Regions from separate parts of the Mus musculus genome. Here region 1 is linked to region 2. Evidence: chromatin contacts called from public promoter capture Hi-C data. All regions are on one chromosome and are shown on one strand. Each heading gives the region's core, a stretch centred on a gene start, on an enhancer-like site or on the middle of the called end of the contact. The rest is flanking DNA. Distances are from core to core; before and after follow the strand shown. Region 1 overlaps Tmprss4 (transmembrane protease, serine 4). Region 2 has its middle 5.8 kb from the start of Bcl9l.

Evidence for each region. Promoter capture Hi-C pulls out the DNA fragments that hold promoters and counts their contacts.
Region 1: a contact with region 2 is called in a promoter capture Hi-C map of pre-B cells, with 2.7 times the contacts expected there. The contact joins two enhancer-like sites. A contact is called at or near these places in 1 of 39 promoter capture datasets (pre-B cells) and 1 of 115 datasets of contacts at active chromatin or transcription factors (pancreatic cancer cells).

The regions. Positions count from the first base shown.
Region 1 is chr9:45,179,561-45,183,877 of GRCm38.p6, reverse strand. Tmprss4 (transmembrane protease, serine 4) reads left to right here. Exons shown (of 13, transcript NM_145403.3): 5 at 571-700; 6 at 3,127-3,228. Among named protein-coding and RNA genes, the nearest start is that of Gm39327, 13 kb to the right of the region's middle. Within about 2 kb of position 1,862, at least 39 of the 459 cell types and tissues checked have an H3K27ac peak or open chromatin away from gene starts, as enhancers often do. A contact at or near this core is called in pre-B cells, where this site is marked.
Region 2 is chr9:44,490,846-44,495,869 of GRCm38.p6, reverse strand. It overlaps a transcript of Bcl9l not described here. Among named protein-coding and RNA genes, the nearest start is that of Bcl9l, 5.8 kb to the left of the region's middle. Within about 2 kb of position 1,504, at least 151 of the 459 cell types and tissues checked have an H3K27ac peak or open chromatin away from gene starts, as enhancers often do. A contact at or near this core is called in pre-B cells, where this site is marked.

The DNA.
Region 1 (4,317 bases), core at 613-3,112, 690 kb before region 2:
GGTGACTGAAGAGCAAGTGTCTCAAGCATAAAAGCTGGGCTCCTCCAGCTTGGATTGACCCACTAACACTTAGCCCAGAAGATAGTTATAAGATCCTTTGAGGGGCAGGGCTGAGTGATGTCCCAGGCATTGGCTCTTAACTAGTAAAGTCAAATGCCTGTGGGTGCCTGCCATCCTCATACCAATACACCAACAGAGGTTTTCACTCCAATTCTTTTCTGACCTTTCATAGAGAAGCTACCAGGTCCCTGGCTGAGATGCTTCCCCAAACCAGGGGAGCTGTGTAGGCCATGGTAAAGCAATTTTGTCAGTGGTCATCGAAGCTGATACTTATCTGAGCAGAAAGAGAGGCTGTCAGTCGTTGTCCCTGGGCAGCTGGTCAAGTTTTCCCGTAGCTGCCATCCAAATTAGGCTCTAGTCAACTGGAAGAACTTCCCTTGAGGTTGAACATGTCCTCAGTTCTGGGTTGGGGAGCAGCGGCAAGGGAGGGGGCTGGTCTCATGACATGTTCCAAGGGTCTTGGATAAAGTGGCCCTACCCTCCAGCTGACCCAGGCGCCTTCCCTCCTAGTCCGGCTCTCCAAGGACAGATCCACCCTGCAGGTGCTGGATGCAGCCACAGGGACCTGGGCCTCAGTCTGTTTCGACAACTTCACAGAAGCACTGGCCAAGACAGCCTGCAGACAGATGGGCTATGACAGGTACTCAATCGGGGCCATAGGAAGCTGTCACCTCACGCCAGCAACCTCTCTGCCTGCCGTCCTTCCTTCCTTCCTTCCTTCCATCCTTCCTTCCTTTGTGCCTGCCTGCCTCTCTTCTTCCTTCCCTCCCTCCCTCCTTTATTTCCTATTTCCTTTCCCTAAAAACACAGACACAGGATTTATAAAGAACCACGTTTGAATCCCAGCACTTTCATTAACAAAGAGCATAGAGATAATTCCCCAGCGTCAGTTTCCTCAGAGTTACTAATGTCAATCTTATAAGAGTTTTCTTTTCTCCCCAACTTCCTCTCCTTTGCCCTTTCGTGAGAAGTCTTCCCCAACCATAACACACACAAAAAACATTTCATATGCAAAGTCATCTAGGTTAAAATTTAGCAGGCAGGAAGGCTGGGGGTGTAGCTCTGGGGGTAGAGCACTTACCTAGCACGTGCAAAGCCCTGAGTTCTGTTCTCTGCACTTGAAAACAAAAATAGCAAGGACTAGCCTGGTTCTGTTGGGGCCATCACCAGAGGCCCAGTTCTCTCATGGAAGTGCGAAGCAGGAGTGGTAGGAAGGTATGTGAAGGGTAATTAGCATTACATATAGTTATATTCATTTGATCTTGGCAGACAGCTCAAAGCATGGTTATTATTAAATCTGTGTTAGAAGCGGGCTCTCAGAGAAGAAGCAGCTTGCTCAGGCAGAAGCTGGGAGGTAGAGGTTAGAATCTGTACCTGCTTTAACCCATTCCTGGACACCATGAGTTCTCATAGTGGTCTGTTTGTACATCGAATTCTCTCTACTCACAAGGCTTCACCAGCGAAGGAAAGGAGAGTGAGAATTGATCCCTCGAGGAGCCTACCTGAAAGGAGCCCAGGTGATCTGCTGCAGGCAGGGGTCACACTCTCCCTAGCAGTCTGCCTCAGACAGACATTGCCTGTCGATCACAGTTCTCCCCATAGATCCCTAAAGCAGCCTCAAGGTTTTGTACAGTAGATGTTCTGGGCAGCCAGAATGAATCCATATGACCTCTGTCCCTCTGACCCTTCTTTGTAAAGGTCCTGCTCTCTTCCCTCCAGAGGAGGAGAACTCCCAGCACTGTCTAGAAAAGGGACACCTGTCACCTCATTTCCAAGGACAGCATGCCCAGTACCTGCTGTCCTCTACTTCCCCTGCAGCCATCCCCTCCCCCACTGCAGTCCAGCCCACTGCAGCGTCAGCTGGACCAGATGCAGCAGGCTGTCTCAGTTATGAAACCCGGAGTTTCCTGAGGTTCTTAAAGTGGTAGACTCCCAGATTTCCTACACTTCTAGAAAGCACTGAAGCACCAGTCAGCACCACTTGGCCTCTTTCTTCAGCTCTAGGATATCAAAGTTCATTACATCACTGCCCAGGTTAGCTTTGCTGGGCGTGTTTACTGACAGCCTCCTCTCTCCTTCTGGGTCAGAACTCTCTGCTCAAATCTCTCTGCTTTCTTTCCTACCTGGATTGGAAGGAAACTTTTCTGACCTAGGAATGCAAAGCCATAGGTGGTCCAGTGTAGGAGTCAGGGACCACCTGGCTCATGCATCATTTTATGGAGAAAATTGGGACTTGGGGAGACACATAGGACAAACATGACTTGCCCATGGTCACACACCAAACTGGTGTCAAATCCGGCATATTGGAACTTAAGTCTTGGGAGCTCTGTAGACAGACTCTGGTCATCCCAGCTCCAGCACCTAGTTCATCAAGAAAGTGTTTGCAGTCCTATCTGAGTGTGGACTAGCCAGCCAGGGACATGAATTGACCCCAGATATCTATGCAAAGCTTGACCTGAGAGGACAGACTGGAGAAGAAGGGGGAAATCCAAAAGACGAAAATTTAGTGAAGAAAGAGCCAGAGAACAGAATAGTTAAGGAAGGCTTCCTGGAGGAGGAAGACTTGAATATGGAGTTTGAAAGAAGACAAACATGGATTAGCAGAAAGGAAGGGAGAGGGCGGTCCAAGTTTCAGGAAGTTCCATCCAGACTCTTATAAGAATTGATCCAGGCTTCTCCTGTCTCCAGGCCCCTTATATGGAAAACCAAATGTCCACACTCCAGTTCCCTCTGTGCTGAGACAGGAGTTCATCTGGGTCCCCTTGCTTCTTTGCTCCTGCTGATGTGACCCTAACGAGATACTGGGACATCTGAGACAGGGACAGAGCTGGGTGTGAGGAAAGCAGGCCCCTAGTCCTCTGCAGAGCTCCACTTCTGGGCCAGGAGTCCCTGCCCAGGAAAGCGAGGCCACGGCAGCCTGCCTTGATGTGGGGACTATTCCTGCTATCCAGCAAAGCCAGCCAGCCGTGCCCCACTAACCTGTGCCCCCTCCTCTGGGAGCAGGGGCTCTTTCTGCCATGTAATTCATCCTCTGCCCCAGCTCACAGTTCACTCTTCCTACCACAGCCAGCCCGCTTTCAGAGCAGTGGAGATCCGTCCAGATCAGAACCTCCCTGTTGCTCAAGTCACAGGAAACAGCCAGGAACTTCAGGTGCAGAATGGAAGCAGGTAAGCAAGAGGGGACATTCTGACCTGCAGAGGCTAACTAACACTGGGAAGTGGCTCAAGGTTGCAGCAGGGGAACACGAGCCAGACAACGGGAAGAACTAGCCAAGCAGCTCATTAAATGTCCAGGGTTTTGGGATTCCACGTTCAGGCTCAGGGGTATTTTCTGTCTGCCTTTTTCTTTAATACAGCATGCATTGTCCTGCTCAAAGGCAGAGCAATGAACAGTGACCTTCTCTCTCCCTGAACTGTCAAGATTCATGCCTTCCACAGCTCCTTCATGTTCCCTAGTGAGTTACCTGGTAGGCAAGAGCCTAAAAGTAGCTTTGTACTTTTCCATCACTTCCCCAGGCCAAAGCACCACCTTCTAACGCTCCACAGAAGGCTCTCCAGCCCTCACCTCACCACCCCACATTAGAGCACAGCTGATTCAAAACAACATTTGCTACAAAGCAGCCAAGGCTCCAGGAGAAGGCTGGCGTCTTAGCATTCAGGACGCTGGACAGAGCCTTAACACAGTAACTCAATAACTCTTTATTTTATTTTATTTTATTTTTATTTTTGTATCAAAAATTGTTTAAATTTTTTATTGGATATTTTCTTTATTTACAATACAAATATTATGTCCTTTCCCGGTTTCCCTCCCTACCAGAAACACCCTATCACATTCTCCCTCCCCCTGCTTCTATAAGGGTGTTCCTCCACCCACCCACCCACTCCCACCTCCCCTCCCTCGATTCCCCTACACTGGGAGCCTTCATAGGACCAAGGACCTCTCCTCCCACTGATGCATGACAAGGCTGTCCTCTGCTACATATGCAGCTGGAGCCAACACAGTAACTCTTGAAAAGGACCAGGTTAGAGGTAGAATCTGCAGGATTCCATCAAAATCCTGGTCTGTTTGGGAGGCCACAGTGCAGCAGGTTCTGCTCCCCACCACCACCACCTGCTGCCCAGGGTTCCAGGAGCCCAGACTGGCTTTGCATTGGGCAGGACTCCGTATATTGTAGGTACACGCACAGCAACAGCAGTGTTGCACTAAATCAAACCACACTGAGTATAATGCAGATCTACACACACCCATGGTAAAGT
Region 2 (5,024 bases), core at 255-2,754:
CCTGAGGTGGTGACTCAGCTAGGAGGTTGGGGATTCAGAACCTAGCTCAAAGAGAGGACCCAAGGTGTTATTTTAGTGGGGACCCTCTAGGTGGGGACTTCCAGGCTTGGGGGTGGGGTGGGGTCCTGCCCCCCTTCCTAGCTACAACTCCCCTCCCAGGAGTCCATGCAAATAAACCAGTTTTGCTTAGGAGGCTTCACCTGGGAGTTTCCAGCCTGCCCCACCTATAGCCCCAGGGTAAGGTCATACAATCCTAACCCTGCAGGACCGTCAAGTCTGCTGATCCTAGACCTTTGCAATGCAGGATCTTTAAACAGAATGCCTGTGGGAGATTAGTTCTACTCTTGCTGGACCACTGTCCCTCTGGAGCCTGTGGGGACAAATGGCCTTGCCAGGACAGGCCTAAGTTCACCTCACTTCTTTTGGCTCTTTCAGCCATTACCAGTGAGTCCAGACCTCAGGAAGTAATCATGCCCTGGCAGTAGGGTGCCCCCAAAAGACTGATGCCCAATCCCTAGTTACTCCCTCCCCCTAGGGAGAGGGGTGGGGAGGGGGGAGAGCACTAGGAAACAAGACAGGGCAGGAAGCCCAGGCAGGCAGCGGGCACTCTGGGCCAGGCACAAACAGCCAACACAGGAAACCACAGCCCACCCCCGCCCACCCCACCCGCCCAAGGCTCTGGGAGAGAGGAGTGCCTAGTACCCTGACTGAGGCCCGGGCCAGGGGTTAGCCCAGGGCAAATGAGGTGCTCAAAGGCCTCTAGGCCTCTCTAGGCCTCAGACCCCACCTGGGGAGGGGGAAGGAAGCCAAGCTGGCAGAGATGGGCTGCCTCTTTAAATCCACCGAAATCCTGAGCTGGGCCCAACCCAGCTCTGGTTTCACAGGAAGGAAAGGAGTGCAGAAGCCAGCGGAGCCAACGGTGGTGGCTGGAATTAGCCCCACCGCCCAGATATATCTGGACTGCACTGCCACCCTACTGGCACTTCCTGCCCCCTGGCACCTGTACTAGAGTGGGGGCAGGGGAGGGTCTAGGTGCTACCTCTTCCTGATGGGTGACCCCAGTGTCAGGAGGTGGCCTGCTGCTGTATGCACGTGGGTAAGGAATGACACCTCAAGCTTCCCTTCAACAGGGGAAAACTGAGCCAGGTAGCTTCCTGGGACCTTCACCTGGTCCGAGTCTCCCAAGGGGTTAATCTGGCCCCTATTTAGGGGGGGCATGGGTGACCGAGGAACCTCCTCCAAACTGCCTGGCTACTGGAAACAATGGGGCCATTGTGGGAGGAGTGGAGTGCGGGCAGGCTACTGGCACAGCCAGCGCACCACGGGTGGGACCTCGCCCAGAGACTGCCTGCCACACTCTGCTCTCTCCCCCAGGTACTGCCAGAGGCAGACACATCCTCCATCCCTTGCCTTGCCGGCCTGGCCCAAGCTCTTGGCACCGGCAGCACCTGAGTAGCCACGAGCTCCTCTGTCTACGTTGACATGCAGACAGCCATGACCCTCCAGGAAGCAGGGGCTTGTGGGCCAGGGCTAGTGGGGGTGGGGTGATGAGACAGGATGTGTGCCTGTGATCTCCTGCAGGGCAGACAGGAAGGCCAAACTGGGTTTCTAGTGTCAGTCCTGGCACCCTCGGGCAAGAAGGACTTACAGGACCTACAGGACAGTGAAAGCAGTGACAAGCAGGGTCCCCTGCTCTAAGGCCTCCTTTCTCACATCCACTCCATAAACTTTCCCGTGACAAGTTCTGTTGCCTACAGTAGCCTTGACCATGCATCCTGGCATGCATGGGGTTACAAAAGAATAATCTGTAGTTGGGCAGGGCGAGTGCCAGTCCCATGGAGCCTCTTCTAAACTGCTGAACCTTGTCCACCTCTTCATCCCTCTGAGCCTCGGTTCCCTCACAGGCAAAATCACAAAGTGAGGTCATTACCAGAAACTACCTAAAAATGTCTACGACACATTAGCCCTCAACCAAATCCCTTGGGCACCCTCTCTTTCCTGACATAGTTCCCAAGAACGCGGCATGTCAGGAAGGTGCATTTGTAATGAGAAGAACCATCTAGAGAGTTGCCTTGTGAGTATTCAGGCAAGCAGGGCTTATGGGCATCATCCCCGTGCAGAGAAGGCATGGCTTTCTCTGCACTCTGTGAAGAAGCTTGTTCACTCTACTAACAGGCATCCATCCTTGAGCACCCCTGAGCTCTCTGAGGGTCTCCGACCCAGAATGTGTGGATGCAGAGAGCAGCCATCTGAAGCTCCCTCAGCCTCAGGTCTTACCCAGGGGGGTAAGTGAAGGATACTTCTCTTTCAGTGATCTGCAGCCCTCCCCCAGTCTGACCCCTTTGGGAAACACATGCAGTGTGGAGCCATGGTACTCTCTAAAGAGAAGGTCTTAGATAGAAAGGGCAGCTGATACACAGAACTAGAGGGGAAGCCTGAGGACGAAGCCCTGCTCTTTTCTCAACCAGAAAGGGCAATACCTCTCAGGGTGGCCCCACAGAGCCCCAAAGGGTTAATAAGGTCCTAAAAATAACCCTGTTCCCAGCAGGACCCACTGATCAGAACCCTCTAGCCATCTGTCCCTGCTTTCTCCTGTTCACGTTGGAACATCTGAAACCGGCCCCAGAGCCCCAGCCCAATCCCAAAAATAGCCCCAGCCTGCCCAAGGAACAGGCAGGCCCAGAGGCTGGGCACAGGAGGCACGGCCAGCTTAACAGCTAAGCACCATGGTGCAGGCACATGAGCTCTCGTGAGCTCTCTCGCCTCCCGAGCCCATAGAAAAGAGGAAGTTCTCTCTGTCCCAGGAGGTGGTGGGCAGCACAGCTTCAGCCTCTAGCCCATCCCCCCTAGGCCAAGACAATGGAAGGTACCTGGTAGCCCAGCCCAGGCCTCAGACCCAGGACCCTGTTACTCCGTAATCCACAGAAGATCCTAATGACCTGCCGACATAGATTCTTCCTTCTTGTAGGCAACCCGGCCCTACCATCTACCTCGTGGTCCCTCACCCAGAAGTTCCCGCACTCCATCCCTACGATCCCAGTCCTAGCTCAGGACCTTTGTGAGTCCCAGTGGCTCACATGGACCCCTGCCCTGAGACACACTGGACTTTCTTCAACGCTCGCTCGCTCGTAGGTAGGGAAGGATTCCAGGGGTACCCCACTGGATCCCAGGGGTGCTGACATGCTGGGTGTGCTTAGCTCATCTCTCAGGCACTGCCCTTCCATAGCCAGAAAATGTTCAAGACGGTACCCTACGACCTGAAGCAGGTGTGACCACTACCATCGCCCTCACAGCCCCACACTGCCTATTTCTTCCCAAGGAAGGCCCCTGACTCCTAGACCAGGAAGGCCATTGGAGCCATTTGAGGACAGTTTCCTCTGGTCTGGTGACAGAACAGAGCAGGGGGCAGTGTTAGAAGGATGGTGGAAGGCTCCAAAACTAAGTCAAGCAAGCAGATGGGGGACGGCGTTGGGGGGGGGGGGGGGCAGAAATGAAGGGCAAGGACAAAGGAATGGGGGGCGGGTCCTTGGAAACTCAAGTCCTTCTCTAGGTCCAGGGCAACTACAAAACTTGCAATCACAGTATCGATCAGCACCAACAGTGGGGAAACTGAGGCAACAAGGTTTGTCTTGTCAGCTGTGGTACCTCATGACTTAATCCCAAAACAAGGAGGCAAGCAAAGCTCTGTGAGTTCAAGGCCAGCCTGGTCTGCCTCAAAATACAACAGCAAGGTGATTCTGGAAGGGCATTAGAGTCTGAAGACCTGGATGGGTTCTTACTCCAAGCCCTAAACTCTCTACCTTAGGCCAATGCCCCAGGATAAACCTCCTGCGAGGAGCTCAGATTAACAATAAAGCCAAGCACCTCTCATGTCTGCCGAACCCCTGCAAGCTCACTGTATGTTTCACCTACTCTAACCTTCAGAACGACTATAAGAAGTTGGGTGTCTTTTTTTTTTTTTGTCCCCTGGTCCCGGGATGGAATCCGGGGTCTTGAGTCTGCTAGGCAAACTACATCACTACCTAAAAGTTTTCTTCCCGAGACAGGCTCTCCCTGTGAAGACGAGGCTGGCCTCGAGTGTGCAGCAGTCTTCCTGCCTCAGCCCAGGGGTCTAAGGAAGCGCGAAGATGCTCAGCTTTTTCAGGGTCTCCTTTTTCAGGGAGTCTTCCAGTTCACTGTGCAGCTAAGAATGTCCTTGGACTCCTTGATCTTCCTGTTTCTACCTTCAGGGAGCCGGGTTCCAGGCACGTGCCTCCATGCCTGCTTTATGGCCAGCCTGCTTTACGGCCAGCTCCTGTCATCCGAAGCTGGAACGTGGAGTTCCGTGCATGAAAGCAAGCATTCTATCAACCGAAGCACAGCCCTAGGGATAGCCTTTTCTTATTTTTTGAGATAAGAGCCTGTTGTGTTTCTTAGGCTGGCCTTGAACTCCTGAGGGCGGGGTGCCTCCCTCAGCCACTAAAACAGTTGGAACTACAGGCAGGCTCCTGCCACCACAGCCAGCCTTAGAAAAGACTTTATTTTGATAGTCTAGGGGTGTTTGGGGTTTGCTGGTTTGTCTGTCTATTTGCGACTGGATATTATTACTCTGTGATCCAGAATGACCTCAGACCTGACGGGGACCCTCCTGCCTCTTCTCAGTTGCTGGAATTCCCATGCCTAGCCTAGAAAGCCCTTTTATTACTCCCTCTTTGCAAGTTAAGAAGAGTTAAGTAGCTTGCCCAAAATTCATCTAGCCCACCATCGCAAGACCGGGACTGGAAGCTCAACACGCCAGCACCGGGTTCTTAGCCACTGCCCTATGCAGTGGCAGCAAGGTGTCAGCCCCTCACGGGGGTCAGGCCTGGCCTTCATCCATGCACCCTTCCACCCTCCTTCTAGGCCTGATGGACACCGGGCCCTGCACTAAAGGCCACACCGTTCCTGCCTGGGGAAAAGATCAAAGAGAGCCCTGAACCCTGTGGCCTCTCTACAGGTGCCCTGCTGAGCCAGGCCTGAGATCTCAAAGAGCAAAGTTCTAGGGC